4 separate regions of the Mus musculus genome follow, and all the other regions are linked to region 1. The links are chromatin contacts, called in public promoter capture Hi-C maps. All regions are on one chromosome and are shown on one strand. Each heading gives the region's core, a stretch centred on a gene start, on an enhancer-like site or on the middle of the called end of the contact. The rest is flanking DNA. Distances are from core to core; before and after follow the strand shown. Region 1 holds the start of Cmpk1 (cytidine monophosphate (UMP-CMP) kinase 1). Region 2 holds the start of Spata6 (spermatogenesis associated 6). Region 3 holds the start of Elovl1 (elongation of very long chain fatty acids (FEN1/Elo2, SUR4/Elo3, yeast)-like 1). Region 4 holds the start of Ybx1 (Y box protein 1).

Region 1 (5,755 bases), core at 2,663-5,162:
TAGCAGAGCAACTGACCAAAAGCCAACATAAAATTACCAGTTATGTGAATGAGTCATTTTTTGGAAAAAATTAGCTGATACCATATAGGACAAAGATGAGCTATAACCCAAACTATATGTCTTAAGAAAAATGTTTCTTGTAGTTTAACCAATTAACTTCTGCTAAATAGCAATGGATAATAACATGCTCAAAGAGCCAACTAGAAAGGACGTGTTTCTTTGCACAGCCTGATCCTTCTTAAAAAATGACTCCTCGTAAAACCCTTGTTGTCAGAGACAGGCATCTGGGTTTCTCTTCTTTATATCTTTCAACATAAAATTATTATTTTCCTTTGTTGCTTAGCATCCTCAGCAGGTAATTGGCAGGATGGAAAACAAACACTCAATTTACTTCGGTCAGTTATCCAGGGAGACACAGACATAAGAATTCAAAGAAGTTTTGGAACTAGACCCTTGGGTGGAATTCTTTGTTCTTGCGCTCTGCTATGGAAGCAACAAAGAGTGTCTTTTTTTTTGTTTGTTTGTTTGCCTCGAGGCCTTCCTTAAGGTTAGCCAACAGCATAGACTCTTCTCACAGACCTCACACCTTTAAGATCTGATAGCTCCATTGGCCAGAGGAGATATAGTGATCACCATCTTTTTTGTTTGTTTGTTTTTTTTGTTTTTTGTTTTTGTTTTTCGAGACAGGGTTTTTCTGTATAGCCCTGGCTGTCCTGGAACTCACTTTGTAGACCAGGCTGGCCTCGAACTCAGAAATCTGCCTGCCTCTGCCTCCCGAGTTCTGGGATTAAAGGCGTGCGCCACCACGCCCAGCAGTGATCACCATCTTTTATGTATGCACAAAAGGAAGTAAGGCACGTTTACTTTGATATGATCTTTTAATTTCTATTTTAAATCCTCTAAGACTTTTCTTCATTGTATATGTTTCTACTGTGTGGGCTCCAGAGATAGATCTCAGGTCTCCAGGTTTGGCAGCATGTGGCTTAACTTGCTGAAGCACTAACTGGCCCTAAATAACTTTCTTTTAAAAAGGCAATCTCTGATATAGCTGTCTCTTGTGAGACTAGGCTGGGGCCTAGCAAACACAGAAGTGGATGCTCACAGTCAGCTATTGGATGGATCACAGGGCCCCCAATGGAGGAGCTAGAGAAAGTACCCAAGGAGCTAAAGAGATCTGCAACCCTGTAGGTGCAACAACATTATGAACTAACCAGTACCCCGGAGCTCTTGACTCTAGCTGCATATGTATCAAAAGATGGCCTAGTCGGCCATCACTGGAAAGAGAGGCCCATTGGACATGCAAACTTTATATGCCCCAGTACAGAGGAACGCCAGGGCCAAAAAGTGGGAATGGGTGGGTAGGGGAGTAGGGGGGAGGGTATGGGGGACTTTTGGGATAGCATTGGAAATGTAATTGAGGAAAATATGTAATAAAAAAAATTAAAAAAAAAAAAGGGCAATCTCTGTCCAGAGCCAGAGCCAGGCAGAGATCAGCCTAATCTACATAGCAAGTTCTAGGCCAGCCAGGGCTATAAGGGTTCCACAGGGAATGAATTCAGATCGTCAGGCCTGCACAGCTAAGTACATTTATCCACAAGGCCATTTTGTAAGCCTTTAGGATTCACACATAAGCTGTCTCTACCTTAGTACTGGGATTATAGGCATGCTCACCATGCCTAGCTCTAGAATGGCCTGTCTCATATTCCTGCCACCTCTTCCTAGTATGACTGGTTCTCCTTATTCTCATATGCTAGTGTCCTAGCAGGGGGGTTGGAACCTTCTGAGCTTGGACTGAAATTTACCATCAGGTGTTCTAGGTCATAGGTGGTCAGCAAACTAAAACCTGCAATCTTAAGAATTGAGTCCATTTGGGCTTTTTCTGTTTATTTGTTTTCCTTTCAAGATAGGGTTTCTGTGTGTAGTTCTGGATACCCTGGAACCTGCTCTGTAGATCAGAGATCCGACTGCCTCTACCTCCAGAGTGCTGGTTTTAAAGGTGTGTACCATCACCCCCAACTATCCACTCCTTCTTGATGGTCTTAGACAAGTTTTCATTTTACTTTTGTCCCAGTTTAAAGTGCAAGGATTTTTAGTAGTTTTCTAAGGCCAGAGTGACTAATTAGCAGTAAGACTTAAAGAAAGGCCTGTGTACTCTTGGTACACGCTCCATCCTCTCTGCTTTAATATCTGTACAAAAGTGGGGCAATGCCCCAGACAAGGCACTTACTTTCTGTTGGTAATACAGAGAGTCAGGACTAGTTTTGTTTCTTTCAAGTCTCAAGTGCTCTGTTTTTCCATGCACAAAAACACAAACCTGGAAGCTCCTTGCTTCTTATTGCTAAATATTCTTGGGCCTATTTTGGCTTTGAAATTTTTTTGTTTGTTTGTTTTTTGTTTTAAGCAGGGTCTCATGTAGCCCAAGCTGACTTGGAACTTGCTATGTAGTTGAAGCTGGCTGTGAAATACTTCTTTTCATACCTCCACCTACCAGCTGCTGCAAATATAATTTTGTATCGAGCTGTTTGGGTTTCATTATTGTTTTGGAGATGGGAGTCTATGTAGCTCTGGCTGGTCTGGACCTTAAAAGTGTAAACCAGATGAGGGTGGTCTTGAGTTCACAGAGTTCCATCTGCCTTTGCCTCCCAAGTGCTGGGAATACAGTCAGGCTTCAAACCTATCATCTTCCTGCTTCAGCCTTTGACTTCAGGTTTCTTATTTGGGGAGCTGGAATATTGTAGGTCCAAAGCCAAATTATCTATCTTAGCCCCCAATCAACCATTTATTGTTCACCTCTATGTGACCTAACATTCTTGTGACTATTAGGTAAGTCCATTTGTAACATACAAACAGAATCCTAGCTTCCAAACCCAAAGGCTAAGAATGTGATTGTAAGGGTCCATGACTTTTCAAAGAATGACACCCTGGATTCAAAAAGTATGTAAATACAAAGAGTGTTTTATTTTGCAGAAGTTCAGCATGCTGGGGTCTCCCATTACCAAGAAAGACCGAGAAGTGAGCTTGCAGGCCCAATTTAAAGCACACTGGGGGAGTTCTGAGGTAGGTGGGCTTTGTCTTACTCTATCTCTAGTCAAGTGCAGCAGTGAGGAGGAAGGAAGTTTAATCTGTAACTGATTGTGAACCATCCATTGAGATAACTCACTACCTTTGGATCAGCTTGTCTCATCCCTCTCGTCATCATTTGGCATCTGGGGCCAATAACAGTACCAGCTTTGCTAGAAACCATCTCTACCAAGTTATCTGAAAAAAAAATTGCCATGATTCATAGCTTTGTTCTGTTACTATAAAAAACTCCATGAAAATGCTACCACTGCCGACTCCAATTTTCAAAGGTTTGTGTTCATCCAGGCTCAGTTTTCACTCTTTTTCTTCTCTCTTCAGAGTTTTCCCTAATGGCCCGAGTCAGGGTAACAGAGCTAAGCTTAAAGTCTTTCCCTGCGGTTAGAATATAACCTAAGTGCTTTTCCATAACCGACTCAACTCTCCATTAATGACTTTCCATTCCACTTATCCAGCCCTAACCTTCTAACATGCCCTTCTCTCTTGGCGGGTCACTGCATCCAAGTCTCTGCTCTTTTCAGTCCTCAAGTCTTGGTTCCAAGGTCACCTCTTTAGAGGCCTTCTTTGCAAACCTCAAACTGTTCTCATTTTCCTTTGGTTTCCTTCCCAACAATGCCGTTGTTCCTACTGACTCCTGTGCTTGCCTCTTCGGTTAGGCCGCTTCTCTTGGGAAAGGGAAACCCGGGAGATTGAACCACTGGTCTGCCTAAACGTCAATCCAGGTTCTGAAACTGAAATGCCTTGGGTCTCCAGCCACGTTAGGAAGAACCGGAACCGCGAGCGGAAGCTGGCGCAGCGCACGGAGGCCCCGCCCCTTCCTGTCACGGCGGCCGGCAGCTGGCGGCGGGGCCCCGGCGCCCGCTCTGCCCGCCCCCTCCCTGCCGCCCCGCCCGCGCCGCCGCGCCGGCCGCTGTCAGAAGCGCGTTGTATGCTGAGCAGCTGTCGTCGGCTGCTCCCGCACGTCCTGGTCCCGAGCTGCCCGCCGCTGACCCGCACACTGCGGCTCTTCCCTCTCCACCTCATGAAGCCGTTGGTCGTGTTCGTTTTGGGCGGGCCCGGTGCGGGCAAGGGGACCCAGTGCGCGCGCATTGTCGAGGTGAGGCCGTGCGGGAGGGCGACGGAGAGCTCCCGGGCTGAGCGGAGCGGGCCGGGGCCGGAGGGAGCAGCCGCGTTGGCGGCCGCGCCCCTCGCTGTGGGGAGCGGACTACGAGTCCCGACGGCCACCGCGCGCCCGGGCCGAGGGGCGTCGAGTCTACGAGTGCTTTGTTTCCGCGCGCCCTTGCTTCCACTCCTGGGATCCGGGTCTTCTCGCTACATCTCTGGCTGTCAGTCTCCGGCTAACCGGCCTCGAGGAACCCGACCCGGATCTTGTGGTAGTTAAAGTGCCGGATTTGTGAGAGCCCAGGCGCTAACCTTTGGCCCAGCTGACAACTCACGCCCTTTTCCTTGGGCGAGTGAGTCACTCACTCTCAGTGAACCTCAGTTGTCTAAGCAAATAAAAAACTCTGCTCTCCGAGAAAGTAAAACACCACCCAACTATAAAATCCTCTTATCATTTTTTAAATAATGTTTGCTTTAGGACTGCAGAGATGGCTGAACGGGTAAGGGCGCCTACCACCACGTTCCATCCCTGAGACCCACAGAGAACCACAACCCCACTCCCGCGAGTTGTCCTATGATGTTCACTCTAGAGCTCAAGGGTTTGCCCACACAAATAACTAAATACAATTAAAGTTTTGACATAAGTTTACCAGTTCCATTCTTTTAGTATTTGAGGTCAGGGGTGGCATGTACACGGAGAGAGGCAAAGACTTTAAACTCAAGCAGGTATGGGTTCTAGCCCGTGTTAGCTGTAGTGATGGACTGTCTTGTTTTTTCTAGCCCCTATGAGCTGTAATGATGCGGTGAGGAAGGCTTAATGGACTGTCTTGGGCAGTGTTTTAAAGGAAAACAAGACAATCAGAAAGAAATGGCAGGGTTGGGGAAAAACACCCAACATTCACCTTTAAATTGAGTGCTTGATAAAAGGTTTTGACCCAGAACTTGATAATTTCTTCTTTTCCTATAAGCCGTGGCCTATATTTGCTTTGTATTTTTTTCCACGTTCATATATTCAGCTCCTGCCCTATAGTCTATTCTCTAAAGAACAACCACAGATAAATAAAGTAATGTGGTCTAAAAGTTGTGTGTTTTACAGTTATGTCTAGAATTACAGATAACTTTGGAAAATCAGTTTAATCACAAAGCACATAGAATTTTTCTCCTTATTTTTACTTCTGTTTGTTTTATCTATTAGAAAGCCAAATGACAAGTGGATGGTTTCAGTTTATAAGTAAAATGATTAAAATATAGATAGCATGGTAAAGGAGGGAGTGAGTCAAAACAGGTAAGCAGTTCAAGACCTGACCCTGCTATTGTTTTTCCTAGCCCCAGAGATTGCTATTGTTTTTCCTAGCCCCAGAGAAGTTACTTTTAGCCTAAGTTACTTTGTAAGAAGGGAGAAAATAGAAATGAAATGTCTTGTTTTGTATCTGTGACTGCTAAATGAGGTCTCACACCTGCACATAGATGCAAATGTTTAAGCTTCCTGGTTTTATTATATTGGTCATTTAATTTATTTTTAGAAAGACACCAGGTTGATTTAATGTACTGCAAGGAACAGCAGGTTGGGTATAAG
Region 2 (5,536 bases), core at 2,355-4,854, 3.3 Mb after region 1:
ATTACTCTGTATGATGGCAATTTCAAATTTAAACAGCCAGGGAGAATGCAAGATAGTACTCCTCACAGATGCAGAGAGATCTCCAGGATATATTAAATAAAGTACGGTTTATTTTTCAAAATATACTGCCTAATGTACAAGAAAACAAATATATATGTTATGTTTAAGTGTGTATATGTTTGAAATCTTTGATTGAAATTGATCTGAAATAGTTAATTAAGGTAATAAGTACTGAAATATGACTGACACTTAACCTTTCCATAAAACATTTACATATTAGAGAAAGAATGAGATCAAAATAGAGAGAAAGAGAGAGATCATCAACCAAGTGCTGTAATTATGTGGGGAAAGAAGCTGATTCTAGGCAACCCTCACAATGCATTTTTCTGCCCTACCCATTTGAGGCAAATGTGGTTTCTTCCCCTATACAAAGCTAGAGCTAATGAAAAGCATGGTCACATGCTTTGCCTTATTTGTGAGAAATTTAAGCTCTCATTTGATATATCGTAATTGGCGGATATGATGAATTGCAAAAACTGGAAATAACCAGAGAAGTTGTTCTTGGCAATTTTCTATTTTCTTTAGCAGTAGTTCTGTCCTGTTTCATTTTATAAGGCAAAAGCCTTTACTAGGATATAGCAGGCCACTGCATATTGCTAAGAATATAAAATTCTCACTGGTAATAGGGAGTCATTTTTATTTCTCTAAATGATTCTCAACAAATATGGCATAGTACTCATCAATGTTCACATGAGAATATTTAAGAAGTATTTTTCACACTATGTCTCTTCAATTTCTAAATTTTCCCAAGGTGACATGCCCCCTCTACATGATTTCAGTATTAGTCTAGACTTAATGCTTGTAAGCTATTATGAACCTTCATTTCTAAATTTCCTTTGAGTGGTAGATTATAATGCTAATAAAAAGAATGAAGGAAAGGAGGGGAAAGGGGAAGCAGGCCAAAGTGAGCTTTTAAGCAGTGGTTCTCAACCTGTGGGTCCTGACAGCATAATGGCCCTTTCACAGGTGTTACCTAACACTCTCACCATCGGAAAACGCAGATACTTACATCATGATTCATAACAGTAGCAAAATTACAGCTATGAAGTAGCAACAAAAATAATTTTATGGTTGGGGGTCACCACATCCCCATAGTGTGAGGAACTGCAGTAAATGGTTGCAGTATTAGGAAGGTTGAGAGCCAGTGTTTTAAAGTGAAAGGGACTAAGAGACCTGTGAGTTTCCAGCTGAGTTAAGTCCCAAGTACTGACTAAATGCTATTCGTTTTCAGGGATTCATTATCTCTTCTGTATTCTCTAATAAATGTGTTATTTGCTATTTAAAAAAGTATATCTGTTTATATAATGACAATGATTACCTAGAGCCACGAATAAGTGTGTATATATTTGTTTATAGCCCAACAATGGCAATAGTTACCTATAGTTATGAATAAGTGTGAAAAACTGGTTTAACATAGAGCTTCTCATATTACAGTTTTGACCTTTATATAATGCAAATGTATAAAACATTTAAACATAAAATTACAACTGAAAAGATATTTAAAATATTTGTGGACCTATGACTTCTCTCTTCAATTAAAACCAAATTAATCTTGTTTAACTTGTGTGGTTATCAATGGTCCTTTTTGCTTCTTCTGTACATGAGAAGCATTTAAAAGGCTTAAGCTGGTTAGAAAACATAGAACAAAGAATAAAGAGATGAAATGGAATGTATTGGAAGATTTGAGGAACTATAAAATATTGTAAGTCAAATGTTTATAAAAGTAGGAATATTTGCACCAGGATACCTTGGCGATACAGCTATCCATTTTCTTCAGTAAACTGTATATTAAGAAAGCAGCATAGTGAAATAAACTGTCTCTGACTCCCTTGGGCTATAATCACAACAGAGTACTTCCTCTTAGCAAAGGATTGGCGACCAGGGCAGCCAGCCTGCTAGGCAACTGCAGTCTGTCAGGCTGCTAATCCATTGGTTACAAAGAGAGGAAGCAGCAGCCAATGACAAAGTTATGGACTGGAGTTCATTTTTTACTCACTGCTCTGAGTTTGGCATATTTAGAAATCATTATGCATTATTTTGGTAAACTAATCTTACTTTGCAAAAAAGCATTCCCAGAAAGTCAACTTGTGATGCAAGCACTAAGGACTAGGGACAGTATAGTTTCTGAATAAAAATTCCTGCCTCTTAAACATAAGTCCCAGAAACTTGCTAGCTCTCCGCCCCTGCAGCTCCCTGCCCCCACCCAAGCTTCTCCTTAAGACTGAACAAAAGACTTGAAAGAATTTTGTGACTTCTATGCTGGTTTAAGTTCAGGGCTGCTGCAGCCACAAGGAGAGGAAATGAAGGCCAGAAAGAAGTGAGTGCAGCAAGCGTGGGGTAAGTGCAGAGAAAAGCTTAGTTTGGAGGCCAACAGGGGTGGGGGTGGTAATGCCAGAGAGCCCCTTGGGGCAGGCCCAGAAAATGACAGGGAATATGTACTGTTATCCCTACTTATGCAGTGATACCAACAAGTAGGCTGAGTCTTAATGAGGGCATTTCAAGGATAAAGGCGTGAAAAGCAGCAGAATAAGAAATTGAAGAGGTTCTCCTAGAATGCCTCTCCTCTAAGGGGAGAAAGGGGGTCTCTTGGGAATGACACTGAAGGACTTCAAAAATCTCTGAAGGAGACTGCAGTTATCAAAGGGAGTTGGGGCTTCTCAACACCCGGAAAGACCTCAGCCCCTCACTGGATGGCAGGAGGGGCTCCCCACCTCAACTAGATTTACTGAAGGAGGCTGGACAGAGTCCCCTGAATTGAGAGTAGATGAGTGGAGTTACAAGCTCCAAGCAGTAGTTGTCCGAAAAGCTGACCAGGTCTTTCTTGGGAGGATTGGAAGGATGCAAAGTCTGGAGTGTTTGGGTACTGGAGGGAAGAGCTGAAGTGGCTTCTGAGGAGTTGGGTTTATTCTGAGAGGAGAAACTAAGAAAACTTGGTGCAATGACGTCACAAGTAAGTTGTTTTTGGAGTTAGGGACTCCACCATGACTGAAAAGGCGTTCCTACTTTAACTGGAAGCTAGGGGAAGGATCTGAAAGCGGAAATGCTACACACCCCAGACTGGAGCAAGGGTTCAGGAGTTCCTCACCAAAAGAGTAAAGCAGAATTCAAAGGAACTACTGCCCCAGGAGCGGAACTCCGAAGTGGTGAGGAAGAGATCCAAAAGCACTCCAACTGGAAGTTGGGGTGAGGCCCCCGAGAGGCTGGAGTGGGAAAGCACTGGAGATTTCCAGGAGTCCCCCAGGGCCGGGGGCGGGCAGCGGACTTGGAGGCTGAGGCGGGACAGGGCCGGTACTCACAGAGCGGATCTCCAGCGCCAGGGCGCATTGCAGCGCCTTCACCTTCGGCATCCGCGCAGGGTAGGGCGGCGGGGAGGGACCCCGGCCTCCGGCCCGACTACGGCGGGAAGACGCGGGGCGGGACGAGGGACAGGGAGGAGATGAGGTGGCGGCGGAGGTGGCAGCTGTGGCCCCCAGGCCGGGGCCCGCGGTCCAGCCTGGGTCCCGCCCGAACAGCAGCTGAGCGCGGGGCGCGGACTCGTTGTCATGGCAGCCTGGAGGGGCGGGGCCGGAAGAGCCACGCCAAGGCCGGACACTACGGAGCAAGAGGCAGTGGGCGGGGCCCGGATTGTGGTGGGAGGGGCTTCAGTGGGTGGGGCTGAGCGGCTCTTCTGTGACGTAAAGTTATGAGTGCAAATCATAGGAAAGGGAACAGCTAGCTGTGCTGTGGGCCTCAACCCAGAACTGAGAACCCTGGGTTTCATGAGCAAATTCAGTTAGGAAAACTGAAACTACAGGCTGACACCTGTAGTTTCAGTTTTCCTAACTATCCTATAATTAGTAATCTTCCTTGAGTTTGTATTTTATGATACAATTTACAAAACCAATATAAGAAATAGGAAAATATCGCCCAAGACAAAGGCAAAACAGGGCTGGAACCCAGGATCTCTCAAGTAAAATCCCAGACGCCTTCTGGAATCACTATTATGGTCCTCTTATTAGTCACTTGTTTTGTGATTCTCTGTCAGTGTGCCCCTATTTCCTTTCAGGATTTCCTGTCTAGTTCACCACTACGCAAATCTCAATGCCTGTTGCCCAGGCTGAACTCTCAATAACAGACTCACAGAATAGAGGAGCCTAGCCATAGACCTTCAAAGATAAAAAGAACCTAACAAACTGTCGAGTTAAAGTCCATGTTAAAGTTAATTTTAATACATTAACTTTAGAGCACATTCTAACAATGGAGAGGAAAGTACCTGTGATTTTATCACCCAGTTGAGAAACAGGATGTTACTGAGCCAAAAAAAAAAAAAAAAAAAAAAAAAAGAAAAGAAAAGAAAAAGAAAAAGAAAATGCCTTGAGCATTGCCTTACCAACTTTTCCCTGATAGTAAACCCTGCAATGACCTCCATTACTGTAAGTCTTCTATGCATTTCCAAACTACATTCTGCTCAATTTGTCTTTTTTATGTTAAATAGATTTAATACTTATATATTCTGTGATTTGTTTATCTCCTTATGATACAGAAATATACAACGACTTATGTGTACATTCTTTATCCTATGTACTTTTGATGAGCACTTGTATCGTTCATATTTTAGCTTTCATTAACAATACTGTTATGAAGGTTCTGAAATATGTTAGCAACTGAGAGGTAGTTCAGCAATTGAAAGCACGCTGTTCCAGAGGACTAGAGTTCAATTTCCAGTACCCACGTTGGGCAGCTTACAGCTACCTGTAACTCCAGCTACAGGGGATTTGGTGTGACTTCTGGTATCCTGATAGACTTATGTGTATGTATACATGGAAACACAGAGATAAATAATTTTTAAACCTTTAGAATATGTCTGTTAATATATGTGTATGTATTGAGTTGGAAAGCCTGTGCAGGCTTTGCACATGTGGGGTCTTTAGAGTAATACGCAACATCTTCCAAAGCTGCACCAATTCCTGCTTCATCAAGAAAAATATGACTGCTTTTTTTTCCACTTTTTGCACCATGGATGTTTGCACTTTTAGTCTCTGTATTTCTGTTCATCGTCATGCTTTAGTCTTGCATCTCTGACTACTGCTGAGCTTGAGTGCCTTTGCAGGGTTTCATTAGCAATCCACTCTCTGGAAACAGCCTCATAGCTACAATAACCATTTTGATTCGATTGTTTCTCTCTTTGTTTTCCTTTTAATTTTATGTGTTCGGATAATCATTTTGTCTGGGCTCTGTGTTGCAAATATACTTCTTCCTTTGTGCTTGATCTCTAATTTCTCATGTGCATGTAGAGAGAATATCTTGTGTATTGTATGGATGCATCGACTCAATTTAAAAACCTATGACCTATGGCTTAGGCAGGACATAGAAGGTGGAACATTCAGAAGGCAGAAAGGATTCTGGGATAGAGCAAGGTGCCAGAAGATTTACCCGAGAAGATGTGATAAAATGTACACATGTACCTGAGCACAGATAACCAGCCATGTGGCACAAT
Region 3 (5,959 bases), core at 970-3,469, 3.4 Mb before region 1:
GGCCATGGTGAGCAGGCGTGTACTGGGAGAAGAGACAGTCTGGAACATCGGCTGCCGAAGCATCCGGCCTGCCTGGATGGAGCTGTCCCACCTTTCCCCTCCACTCTCTTCGAGTGTTTCCCTTCCCTGCCTTCCTCCTTCCCTCTGAGACCTGCCTTCCAGGTCTCCTGGAGCCTTTCTCCTCACAACACAGTTCATCTTCCCAGTGAACTTCCTCAACCTTTTTGGCAAGCAGTCTCATCTCTCAGCTTTGAGAGACACTCTTCTCTCCAGAGAATCTCCCCTTCAGCCACTCCTCTCATACCCCCTTCTCCCAGGTAAAGTCCCTCTGGCCCTTTTCCAAGACTCTCCTCTCGCCTCTGTCCCCTGCAGGGACTCCCACCTGCTTCTGTCCTTTCTAGTACCTGAACAAACCTAGGGTTCCACTTCTGTGGTGAACACCAGTGCCCCCGGGCTTCCCCTTTGCCTCCCAGGCTCTCACCTCCAGCCTCCTGCCTTCTTCCAGTGCTTCACCTCCAGCCTCTCTCCTCCCTTCTTCTCAGGGGCAAGTTCTGCCTCTCTCTCTCTTCCACTCCAGGAGCCTGGCTCTTTGAGACTCCTGCCCTGGCGGCTCCACCTGTCTGACTAGATCTTGTAGCAGCCCCGCCCTCCTCCCGCCCCCGCTACGTTGGGCATGGGGTGGAGGGTGGGTCCAGGCCACAGGTCAATGCCTAGAGGAGCAGGACCCACCAGAATTGAGAAAGCCAAGTGAGCCCCAGCCTCACCACCTCTGACCAGCCAGATAAGTTTGTAGGTTCTCCAGAAACTTCTGGCCAGGACGTCTGGCCAAAGCCAGAACTGCTAAAAAATCCACACCCAGCATTCTCTCCCAAACCAGCCATGAATTCTTAGTTTGTCCTACTTTAGAATGGGCATCACCCTTCCCTACCAGGGAGGGGTGAGGACACCAGTGGTATGTGAGGAGGTGGGAGAGTGGGGGAGGTCTCAGGAATCTTTCCCTCTTCTGGGAGGGAGCCTCATGGGCTAGGTCCCCTCCTCCTCAAAGTTGGAAGGAATGCCAAGGGAAAGTTTATAGGGATACAAAAATTTAGCCTAGACCCAGGAGAGCCTAGGACTTTGTCCCAGAGGACTCCGGCAATTGCCCAACAAGCGGAGTGCTCCAGCTGCTCTCCATCAATCTCCAGCCTTGGGGCTTGAGTTCTACCATCCACATCCACGCTCTCACACAGTAATATGTACCTTCATCACACCGCTCTCAACCACCCCCAGAGACATGCATACCGCGCCAGGAGCTAGCCAGCATACATCCACACACAGTCCAGGCATATCTTGTTGACCACATCACCCAAACAGGCCTCCCTACTGGACTCGGACATGCCAGGCTCCTAAACTTCACACCTGTCAGGGATTGCATTAACCGCGGGACATACAGCTGACCAGGCATGGGTACATCTTCACCCACACCTCCCTTCTGCACACACAGCTCTCTGGTGAGTGACACTCATTTCTTCCTACAGTTAGACTTTGGTTGGTGGCTTATGTTGGAGTGGGGCCTAGCACTTAGGCATGTGCTCTGACACACGTGAGCTTGCCAGTTCCTTATCTCCTCCCTCAACCACCTCCTCCAATTCACTCGCCCTTCACCACCACTTAACACCGGGAGATACACAGTGACCCAGAGGGCAAGAGGGAGTCCAGACTTCTGAGGATCTCTCCCTAAGTTTGAGGGAAACCCGGGTGCGCACCACCCCCCTCCCGCAGTGAAACAGAGCCAGTTCCCTTAAGATGGATGGAAAAGAAAAAGGGCACCGGCATGGGGCAGGAAGGGAAAAGAGAGGAGTGGGCAAAGGGTGGAAGGCCAGGAGGTGCTGAAAAAGAACTAGGTGTGAGCAAATGGGGGTCAGGGGCCAAGGTGCCGGGGAGGGATCCTGTGGGCAGGCCCAGCCCCAGTGCCTGGGACCTCCCACCCACTCGCCCCAGGAACAGCCTCGCCCACAGCCTGGGCAGGGCAGGGCAAGGCAGGCAGGGCAGGGCTAGCCTGGCCAGCCAGGCAGGGGGCGCTGGCACGTGGGGAGCCATGGAAGGTACACACTCACCAGTGGAAACCAGGCGGGCAGCAGTGAAGGGTTCAAAGGGATCAGGGCCGGAGAGAAGTCCCCAGGGCCGCCTGCCGGCCACTTCCTCATCTGCTGGGCCGACTTTCTGTCACCAGAGGGGGAGGGGGCGGGCCGGGCGGGGGGCGCCTGCTGATTGGGCGGCTGGCCGAGGCAGGAGGGGCCGTCCAGCGCCTGCCTGGCCGCCAGGGCGGGAGCAGGGGCGGGTCGCCAGATCCCGGGGCAGGAAGCACACCCAGCCCCAGCTCTCCACCCCTTCCTTCGCATCTCTCAGCCTGTCCCGCCGATGACTATGGCTTGGCCCGCACCCAGCTTCTTCTTGAGGTTCAGCCTGCATGGCCCCATTCGTGGTCCTCTGTCCAGTCCAGCATGAGGACCCACTCATCTCCTGTCTGCTTTGTGACAGTCGCGGCTTATGATTACGGGAAATTTCCAGGGTTCAACCGTTCCCTCAAGGCTTTTCCTGGAAGAGGAGGGCCAGCTGTGCCTACTAAGGGCTGATTGGGGTGGCGGGAGGCTTTAGCGGGAGGCAGCAGTCGGCCACCACCATGCTTCTCAGAGCCTATAAACTTGGATGAGTCCTAGCTTTAGGAGGCACAGAGAGGATTTCCTGGAACGGAGATGGGAGAATACAAGTGGCCCCAGGCAAGAACTGTGAATCACTGTCTAAACTGGCCTTCAAGGTAGTGAAAGGGGGTGGGGGTGGGGGTAGCAAGTGAAATTGGCTGTGGTTCAATGTAGTAGATCTTGGAGGCCAAATGAGGCTGCCTGACTTATTCTAGAAGCAGAAGAAAACAAGAATTTTGAGGCAGCTCATCTCATCTGTCAGACATTTACTGGCCATCTACAGTGAGCGAAACCACATTAAGCTCTGCTCCCCACACTAACATAACTTATAACCCAGGTACAAGGTACTAGAGAGACCAGGTGAGAGGAAAACAGCTGGTCTGAAGAGGTAACAGATGGGGTTGGGAAAGCCAGACAACGTTGCAGGGGTAGGGGTGGGGGAGGAGTTAGATGTCAATTCAGTACCACCACCCACCCACCCCAGCACCAGATAGTCCAACTATTGCATGGCATGAAATCTGTCTTTCCTATAAAGACTCAATTACAGCTTGGACAACTGGATGATGTAAGTAGGCAGAGAGTTGAGGAATTTAGAAGAGGCAGTGGCTAGGAAGGATAATAGGTTCATAATTGGTGGATTTGGTTACCTAGGCATTGATAAGAGATGAAGGCCAGAGTATAGTTTTCAGCATTCTTTAGATTACCTGTTTACCTGTTAGCACCTACTCTTGACCAAAAAAAAAAAAAAAAAAAAAAAAAAAACAACCAGCAGAGAATTTACTTCCAAACCCAGCTTCTGTATCATTGTATACTAGACCCCCATGTCCCTGAAATGTCATTCTCAAGCCATAGCCTGAACTCCAGCCATCAAATGTCAGCAGCTTTCTCTCCAGTGAACATCTGTGGTGGATCCAAAAGCTCCCAGTGGAGCGTTCGGGATGGTGTTTTGCATGTGTGATTAAGACTTGTTAGATGAATGTGCACAAATTTACATACAAACATATCCATCTATGGGGCTGCCTCTGACTCTCAAGCCTTCATCATCGTGAGATGCAGTCAGATCTCCACTCTGTAAACCACTCCTGCTTCTGACTAATGTATTTTCTGCACCTTTCCCAACTCCACGATCCTTTCAGCAGGAAAAGTTCATATTTTAGTCATATCTCTTAACTCCAATTGGACCTATTATCTGTCATGCAGTTAACCGTACATGTTTTCTGACTTGCTGTTAAAAATACATAGGACAATGGAAGGAAAGGAGAAACTAAGACCCGGAGAGAACAGTACATCTTTATATTTCTCTTGAGAGTAGTGTTTATTGAGTTAACCAATACTTACCAAGGTCCTGATGGCTTTCATGTGTATTCAAACAGCTCTAAGGCCACACCTGACTCTGAAGTTCTGAGCTTAAATGTCCCAGTTAATGTGTGTGTGATCGTGCATATATTTTAGGAGGTATGGAACCTTCTAAAAATGAGAACAAATGGTCCCTAGCTTATAGGCTTACTGTGAAGGTTAAGGCAATAGCCCGTGTAAAGTGCTTAGCAGTCTCTGTCTCAATATTAACAGTCAGGGTAAGAATCAGGCCATTACACAGAGGACATGTTTGTATATGATTTAATGAGTAGTCCTTTAACAAACCTTTCCTAAACAACGAGCAAATCCATAAACAGCTCTGAAAGTCCTACCGAGAGATTTGGGCCTACATCTCCCTTGTGAAAGCACACTGGCAAGATGACGACACCGTCCTAAAGTCAAACAAACAGGAAGCTTCAAGTGTGTGCATATTCATCTGGGCCACACTGAGAGATGACTGTGGCAAGGCTTCAATAAATGTTGGCTGACTATATGAGTGAACAAACTCAAAGACTCTATTCTTAACTTGGTCCTGACAGAAAGCATCTTCCAATACCCGATATAGCCCAAGTCTGCCAAATGGCATCTCCACAGCTATGGAGTCTTCAAAGCACCCAGCCCAGGAGAGCAGACATACACATAAATGAACACACAGTCACATGTAGGTGAAGTTCCCTATGAAAGCTCTGGGGAATGGGGAACCTAATCAGCTCTGGGGAGTGTGTGTGTGTGTGTGTGTGTGTGTGTGTGTGTGTGTGTGTGTGTGTGTGTGTGTGTGTGTGGTTGTTCTTAAAGGCTTCTCTGAAATGATACCTGACACTCAGAAACACTTTCTAGCAGTTAGGGAGAGGCTTTTGAGACACACAGAGGCAATGTAATGGCCTAGAAGCAAAAGATGTGGTAGGTGATGGAAACTCTTAAGTAGAGTTCTCTCCAACTCAGAGCCACCCCAGCCTCCCCCAACCCTCCCCACTGTATGCTCGTGTGTGTGTGTGTGTGTGTGTGTGTGTGTGTGTGTGTGTGTGTGTGTGTGTGTGTGTGTATATGTGTGTGCGCGTTTTGAGACAAGATCTCACTATGCAGCCCAAGCTGCTTTCAAATTCCAGATCCTCCTGCCTCTGTCCCCTCAGTGCTAGGATTACAGGCATGTGTGACCATCCCCAGCCTCTGTTTATAACTGCTGGCCCTGAATGCACACAGGAATCATGGGGGGGGGGGGAAGCTTTTAGACTCAGTGCCTGGCTCTCACTTCTAAATTGATACTAATGGTTGGTTGCTTTTAACAGGAAAGGGTGGGATCTTGTTTATAGGCTGTATGGAAAGACAATGGGACCCATCAGAAACACACACACACACACACACACACACACACACACACACACACACACACACACACATACACACACACACACAGACTGGCTTTGGCTAAGGAAAACACGTCACAGGCTGAAATGTGTAGAAATGCAGTCTGTCGATAGGTTGGGATGACACTTACAGAGTTTGATAAAGATTATTTCTCTTCAGCAGCAGGCGAGGCACTCCCTGAGCCTGAGTCGCAGCAAGATAAGAGGTTTTAGGAACTGATAAAAGTCTGGTAAACTGATGGCAGGCATCAGGCATGCTTCCTGGGCACAGAAGATGGCTCCACCTCTTGGGAACTGAGCAGGGTGGTGGTATTCATCAGAAATTTGGGTTTAGGGTTTTTGTTTTATTTTGTTTCTTTTATAAAGGAGGCGGGAATGTGTGTGTGTGAGTGTATGTGGAAGTTAGCAGCACCTATCTTTCCTATTGGTGCTAGGAATCAACCCCAAGTACTTTACCAACTGAGACATCTTCCTAGTGCTGCCCCCCCCTCCACCCACTTTGAAGGTAGGATCTCACTTTATAGCTCAGGCTAGCCTTGGATTCTCTATTTTCCTGCC
Region 4 (5,904 bases), core at 278-2,777, 4.3 Mb before region 1:
TCAGCATTTATTCTGGGTATCTAAACTCCAGTCTTAACATCAGGACTGCAAGTGATCTAACCACAGAGCCACAGAGCCATCTCCACAGAGCCATCTCTCCAGCCCTGGTCTTGGTGGTGGTGGTGGTGGTGGGGGGGGGAATGAGACAGGGTTTCTCCTGGCTGTCCCTGAACTCACTTTGCAGACTAGCCTGGCCTCGAACTCAGAAATCCGCCTGCCTCTGCCTGCCAAGTGCTGGAATTAAAGGCGAGCGCCACCACAGCCCGTCGGATTTAGCGTTCTTTTTGTATTTCTAGTTCATGCTTTTATTTACTGGGAGCTAGGAGTATGCCACAGTGCTCGTGGGGAGGTCAAGCTACAGCTTACAGGAAGAGGCTATCTTTCTCTTTCCATTATGTGGAGCTGAAGGCAAGAACTCAGGTTTGGCCAAGTGCCTTTACACACAGAGCCATCTCAGGTCCTCTTGTTTCCCCCACTCCCATCCCTTCTCTCTCTGCAGCCCCTTCTCCAAGCAGCAGCCTTTTCTTTCTTTAACGATGCTACTCCTTACTTACACCGCGAAAGCTACACTGCTCACCGGTGATCAGGGGAAGAATCTCAGGTTAAAAACACCTCTGCCCACCTCTGATTCCTACTTCGATTGGTTTCCTTTATTTGCAGTCTCCGTGAGACCCTATCTTTTCTAGGCCTTTGCACAAACCTACCTTTGCCTGAAATGTCACCACCCAACTCTTCCTGCTCCCACTCCCCAAACGCTGTGCTCACCCAACCAAGAAGTGGTGGGCGTTTAAAATTCCACCATCAGAAAGCAGAAACTAACTGGCAAACTACTTCAATCCCCAGTCAATAGTAGATGCGTAATAAAGAATGAATGAAGGTAGGCGGAGGGCTTCAGAAAGAAGGCAGCGTGTGTTTTACAGTGTATAAAAACAAGGATAGCAATCCTTGTCTACAGTGCTTAGTTTATAAAGTCAAAAACCCTAACATCCAATAAATGTGAGGCGAAATTAAATCTGATTTGTGGCCAGTATGAAATACATTTCCTCGGACGCCGGGGGAAACGATCACCCCCGCCCTGAACACGCTGAGTCGTGGCAGCTCCAGCGCCTGCGTGGTCCCTCCAAGGTGACTGGATCACCAAAAGCCTGACCCATTAAGGAGGCCCCGGCGTTCACCCAGCCGTGGGAAGGAGCCCCTTCTAGGAGGCCGGAGTAGGCCCGGCGATCGCGGCCCACGTGCGCGACGAGCGCAGCCCCATCTGGGAACGTTCCCTCTGCGCGTCCTCCCGGTACTCTATGGTGCTCACGGCCGAGGCTCTCATTCTAGTTCCGGTCTCTATGGCGGCGGAGGCCTGAGAAGCTGTGGGTCGGGCGAATTAGTCGCTAAAGATACCAATGAGAGCGCAGGAGCCGCGGAGCGTGAGCCAATAGGCGCTAGAGACCCGGTCAGGTGGTGAGATGGACAACGATGCGGACCAATGGGGGAGGACGAGGGCGGGTCTATCGCGGGGCTTATCCCGCCCGTCCCGCCATTCTCGCTAGTTCGATCGGTAGCGGGAGCGGAGAGCGGACCCCAGAGAGCCCTGAGAGCCCCACCGCCGCCGCCGGCCTAGTCACCATCACACCCGGGAGGAGCCGCAGCCGTCGCCGCCGGCCCCAGTCACCATCACCGCAACCATGAGCAGCGAGGCCGAGACCCAGCAGCCGCCCGCCGCCCCCGCCGCCGCCCTCAGCGCCGCCGACACCAAGCCCGGCTCCACGGGCAGCGGCGCGGGTAGTGGCGGCCCGGGTGGCCTCACATCGGCGGCGCCCGCCGGCGGGGACAAGAAGGTCATCGGTGAGCGCCAGAAGGGACCGGGGATGGGGCCGCGGGCCGGACCGTTAGGCGACGCGGCCCGAGCCACGGACTACGCGGCCGCCCCTCCCCCCCGAGGCCCGCGGCGCGCGCACACCGGGATCCCGCCGCTGCTCCGGCCGCCGCCGCCCCTCCCCCGCGCCCACCCGCCCCGGGGCCTCGTGCTGGGGTCCCCGCCCCGCCGCCTACGCAGCCGGAGGAGCGCGGGCTGCTTCCCCGGCCCTCACGTGCTCGCCTCCCGGGCGCACACCCACCTCGGACCCGCGCTACCCGGCGCACCCACGTGTGCGGCGAGGGCGGCGGCCCGGGCCTGCGGCTAGATCCTGGACCGACTTCCAGGGCCAGCCGGTGATTGGACGTTGTTGTGCTTTGTTTTCCAGCAACGAAGGTTTTGGGAACAGTCAAATGGTTCAATGTAAGGAACGGATACGGTTTCATCAACAGGTGAGATGCCGGGGTGGAAAGCTCGCGTCCGCCTCCTGCATGGGCCAGAGCCACCGCGGGCATGACAGGGTGGGGGATTGGGACCCTGTGTTTCTTCCTTGGGTGACGGGATTAGCGGGTCTGTAGACTCGCTTTGTGTTGCTGTTAAGTACCGATCTTGAGCTAGCCTCAAAAAGCTTTGGCACAAAGCAGGTCAAGGCAGGCGCGTCGCATGAGCCATGCCTTAACAGTTACCTTGCATCAAACTGAGGCAACTCCAGGCTAAGCACGCTTTTAACCTTGACATCCCTTTCTGCTTTGAAATTGCTATGTAAGAATGTGACCCGCTAATTAACATACAGGTGATCTTTCACCTTGTTAACCTCTCGGGGAACGGGATTTGACATGTCAGTTGCCTGAGATGTTATCTGTACTGTAAGGTTATGTTGCCTTTGTTTAGACTACTCGAATATTCAGTCCATTTAGTACCTCGAGCACATTTTTCCTATAGACCTTCTGTAGCCAAAGAGGGCTCTTCTTATTTGTCCAAACGACGAGTAACGTATCTGAAAGGAAATGGTTCTTCCTCATTTTTTATTTCTCTTACTTCCTTGTCAGGGAATCATGCTGATCAAATCAATTTTTGTTATAGCTTGCTGGAGTGGCCATAAGTCCTTGGGAACTTAGCCTTCGTTGTATTTGGCTTAGAGTTGTAAACTATACCTTCATAGATCCAGAGAAGGGTTTGTAGACGGCGGTGGTAAGTGCAGGCGCTGCCTGCACTCTGGGCTCCCTTGTGAGCCCGGCATCTTTTTCAAGATGGCTGCCAAGGCTAGTGCAGTTGCATGGGTGTAGAGCCCCGCGAGTGCCAGCAGCAATCCTGGCCGTACAGCTGTGATACTTGGCGCCATTTCAGCATTTTCTCTTACATGCTCGCTTAGAAGGCGTTAAATAAGTAGATGGTGAAGAGAGCGCTACAGAGTGGCACAGTGCTCGTGAATGGGCAGCTATAGGCTTTTAAAATAACGGAGTGATGAAAAACATTCACTGATGAACCCCACACAGTCGTGGAAACACTCAAGCAAAAGCGATTACAATCACTTAATGGACTGTTCTCTACAGTTGCAATTAGAGGGAAACATTTTGTTTTTCCAGACTCTAGGATTTCTCCTGTCACGGGCAGTTTGCCTTTCTGACCATGTGTCCTGGGTTCCTTCCCCCCCCCCCCCCCCCCCGGGTTACTAGTGAGCAAAGAAAAAAAAATGTAAGGCTTTGGTGCTTGTGGGGTTGACGTCCTGGTGGCTTTTAAAGTGGTCCTTATTCCTGGTTGGGTTAAAATGTTCATCCTGATGGTCCCAGGTGATGCGGAGAATAGTCTGCTCTCACCTTCCAGAGGACAATTTTAACCCTCAGTCCATTATAACTAGCTAGCCCTCCTTAGCAGCCCTTCCAGTTAGGCAAATTGTGGTTTTTGTATGTGTTTAATACATTTTAATATTTGTCTGGGCTTGTCACATTTTTTTGAAGTAGTGTCTATCTAAGATGTGTATACCTCAGTTTTACATTGTACATTATGTAGGTTACAGCACTTACCATCAACTTTGTTGATCATCCTTCCGGACAAGTTAAATGTAAATTGGCTTTTGATGACTCTTTGTTAGACTGCCTTAACCTCAATTACTATTTAACTGCTTAAACTGTGCTTTGTTTCTAAGCAGGCCATTATGTTAATGCTGTGGTTTTTAAATGAGATACACTGTAAATTCTGGTTCCTGTGAGCTAAAGGTTTGTCCTAGTTAGGAAAAGTATAGGGTATGAAACAGTGGAAATAACTTGACTCCAGAGGTGGTCAACCTGTGTAAAATGGGAGATTCAGTTATTGCAATGCACTGAATTCTGGATTATATATTCTAGGTTCTTTAGCTATTTTATAAACTACGTGGAAGATTTCATTTCTGCCTTTAGAGAGAGGTTTGTTGACTGGTGAATTCTTACAACTTGGTCAGAAATCTTTGTCCTAAGGCTTTTCTTTTGTTTTTTTGGGGGGGGGGGATTGGAGGGGGTTGAGACAGGGTTTCTCTGTGTAGCCCTGGCTGTCCTGGACCTCACTCTCTAGACCAGGCTGGCCTTGAACTCAGAAATCCGCCTGCCTCTGCCTCCCGAGTGCTGGGATTAAAGGCGTGCACCACCACGCCTGGCCCCGGAACTCACTTTTTGTAGACCAGGCTGGCCTCGGAATTTAGAAATCTGCCTGCCTCTGCCTCCCAAGTGCTGGGATTAAAGGCGTGGGCCACCACTGCCCAGCAGGCTTTTATTTTCAAATGCTGGTTTTATTGTAAATTTTTCAAATAAAGGGACTGTGGATTTAACTCCTTTGACTTTAGTATAGAGTGTCTAGTGTTCCTAAAGCTCTGGGTTTGAGCCATAGCACTGCATTAAGAAAGCATGGTGATGCATGCATGTAATCCCGTGAGTCGTGCTCTGCTACTTGAGTGAGTTGAAAGACAGCCTGGGTAAGACACTGCCCTCACTGCCTTCATAACATTAAATGCCTGAGGTGGTGGTACATGCCTTTAATCCCTGCACTCAGGGAGACCCTGTTTCAAAAAACAACAAAAAGAACCATAGAGGCATTATAATCTAGGAATTTAAAAAAATCATTTGTTTTATCACTTTTGTATACTGTGTTGAGAAAAAAAAACATGTAACTTAATCTATTTGCATACCTTCTGCAAATAACGTTCAGTTTATTAGATGTAGAGAATGGTTCTTAATCCTGAAACACTTGATAGGAGAAAAGCATGAATCAAGAACATTTTTCAGCCGGGTGTGGTGGCGCATGCCTTTAATCCCAGCACTTGGGAGGCAGAGGCAGGCGGATTTCTGAGTTCGAGGCCAGCCTGGTCTACAGAGTGAGTTCCAGGACAGCCAGGGCTAGACAGAGAAACACTGTCTGCAAAAACCAAAAAAAAAAAAAAATCAATGGGATGTATGTATCTTATATGGTGGCAAAAGTCAGGGTTGGGATTGTGGCTCAGTGATGGGATTAGGCATTCAGAACACCACAGAGGTTCGGCTTGTCATCTCAGCCTTTACATAGAAATCCTTCCTTTTTTATCTTTTTCTTTGAACCAGTCTGTTACTTAAAAGGTTGCATGCATGTTTGTGTGTGAGGGCATATCTGTGCTATAAACACTTGTGTACAGGTCAGAAGACAGACTTGCGTCTGAATTTTACATGCTTTGTGGGGGCGTGGACTCTGTTGTCAGGCTTGCCCTGGAAGCATTTTCTCCAGGTGAAGCCATCTTCATTGGCCTATGTGCATAGCATAGACCTTTTCACCCATGGTCTAAAATAAAAGCTTTATGTCTTTAAAACTTAATACTATCAGTGTTAGTCTTCCTTTGGGGACCCTCCCTCTTGGGGTTTTACTGTATGTTAAGTAGTTACTGCAAATTAACAATTGTGTGAACAGTATTTATTCAAGGTTTGTTAAGTGATTAAGATTTTAAAACCTTGGAGACTTAAGTACTGTTCCATGGAAACACAAGTTTGAATGATTTGTCCTAAAACAGGAAGTAGTAGGAGCAGGATTTGAACTTACTCTTCTGGAGTATTTGTTCAACA

The links. Promoter capture Hi-C pulls out the DNA fragments that hold promoters and counts their contacts.
Region 2: a promoter capture Hi-C map of pre-B cells shows a contact between it and region 1. The contact joins the promoter of Spata6 here to the promoter of Cmpk1 in region 1. A contact is called at or near these places in 4 of 39 promoter capture datasets (the C10 cell line, cranial neural crest, pre-B cells and 1 more) and 3 of 484 Hi-C or Micro-C datasets (B cells, LSK cells and pro-B cells).
Region 3: a promoter capture Hi-C map of pre-B cells shows a contact between it and region 1, with 6 times the contacts expected there. The contact joins the promoter of Elovl1 here to the promoter of Cmpk1 in region 1. A contact is called at or near these places in 1 of 39 promoter capture datasets (pre-B cells) and 3 of 484 Hi-C or Micro-C datasets (B cells, CD4 T cells and muscle stem cells).
Region 4: a contact with region 1 is called in a promoter capture Hi-C map of pre-B cells, with 2.4 times the contacts expected there. The contact joins the promoter of Ybx1 here to the promoter of Cmpk1 in region 1. A contact is called at or near these places in 1 of 39 promoter capture datasets (pre-B cells) and 1 of 484 Hi-C or Micro-C datasets (CD4 T cells).

What each region holds. Positions count from the first base shown.
Region 1 is chr4:114,985,385-114,991,139 of GRCm38.p6, reverse strand. It overlaps Cmpk1 (cytidine monophosphate (UMP-CMP) kinase 1), which reads left to right and starts at 3,912. Exons shown (of 6, transcript NM_025647.3): 1 at 3,912-4,174. The coding sequence starts at 4,007.
Region 2 is chr4:111,718,078-111,723,613 of GRCm38.p6, reverse strand. Spata6 (spermatogenesis associated 6) reads right to left here and starts at 3,604. Exons shown (of 13, transcript NM_026470.3): 1 at 3,357-3,604. The coding sequence starts at 3,407. It overlaps Gm33192 (a long non-coding RNA gene), which reads left to right and starts at 2,265. Exons shown (of 2, transcript XR_376552.3): 1 at 2,265-2,397.
Region 3 is chr4:118,424,353-118,430,311 of GRCm38.p6, reverse strand. Elovl1 (elongation of very long chain fatty acids (FEN1/Elo2, SUR4/Elo3, yeast)-like 1) reads right to left here and starts at 2,219. Exons shown (of 8, transcript NM_019422.3): 1 at 2,097-2,219.
Region 4 is chr4:119,290,136-119,296,039 of GRCm38.p6, reverse strand. Ybx1 (Y box protein 1) reads left to right here and starts at 1,527. Exons shown (of 8, transcript NM_011732.2): 1 at 1,527-1,836; 2 at 2,235-2,298. The coding sequence starts at 1,677.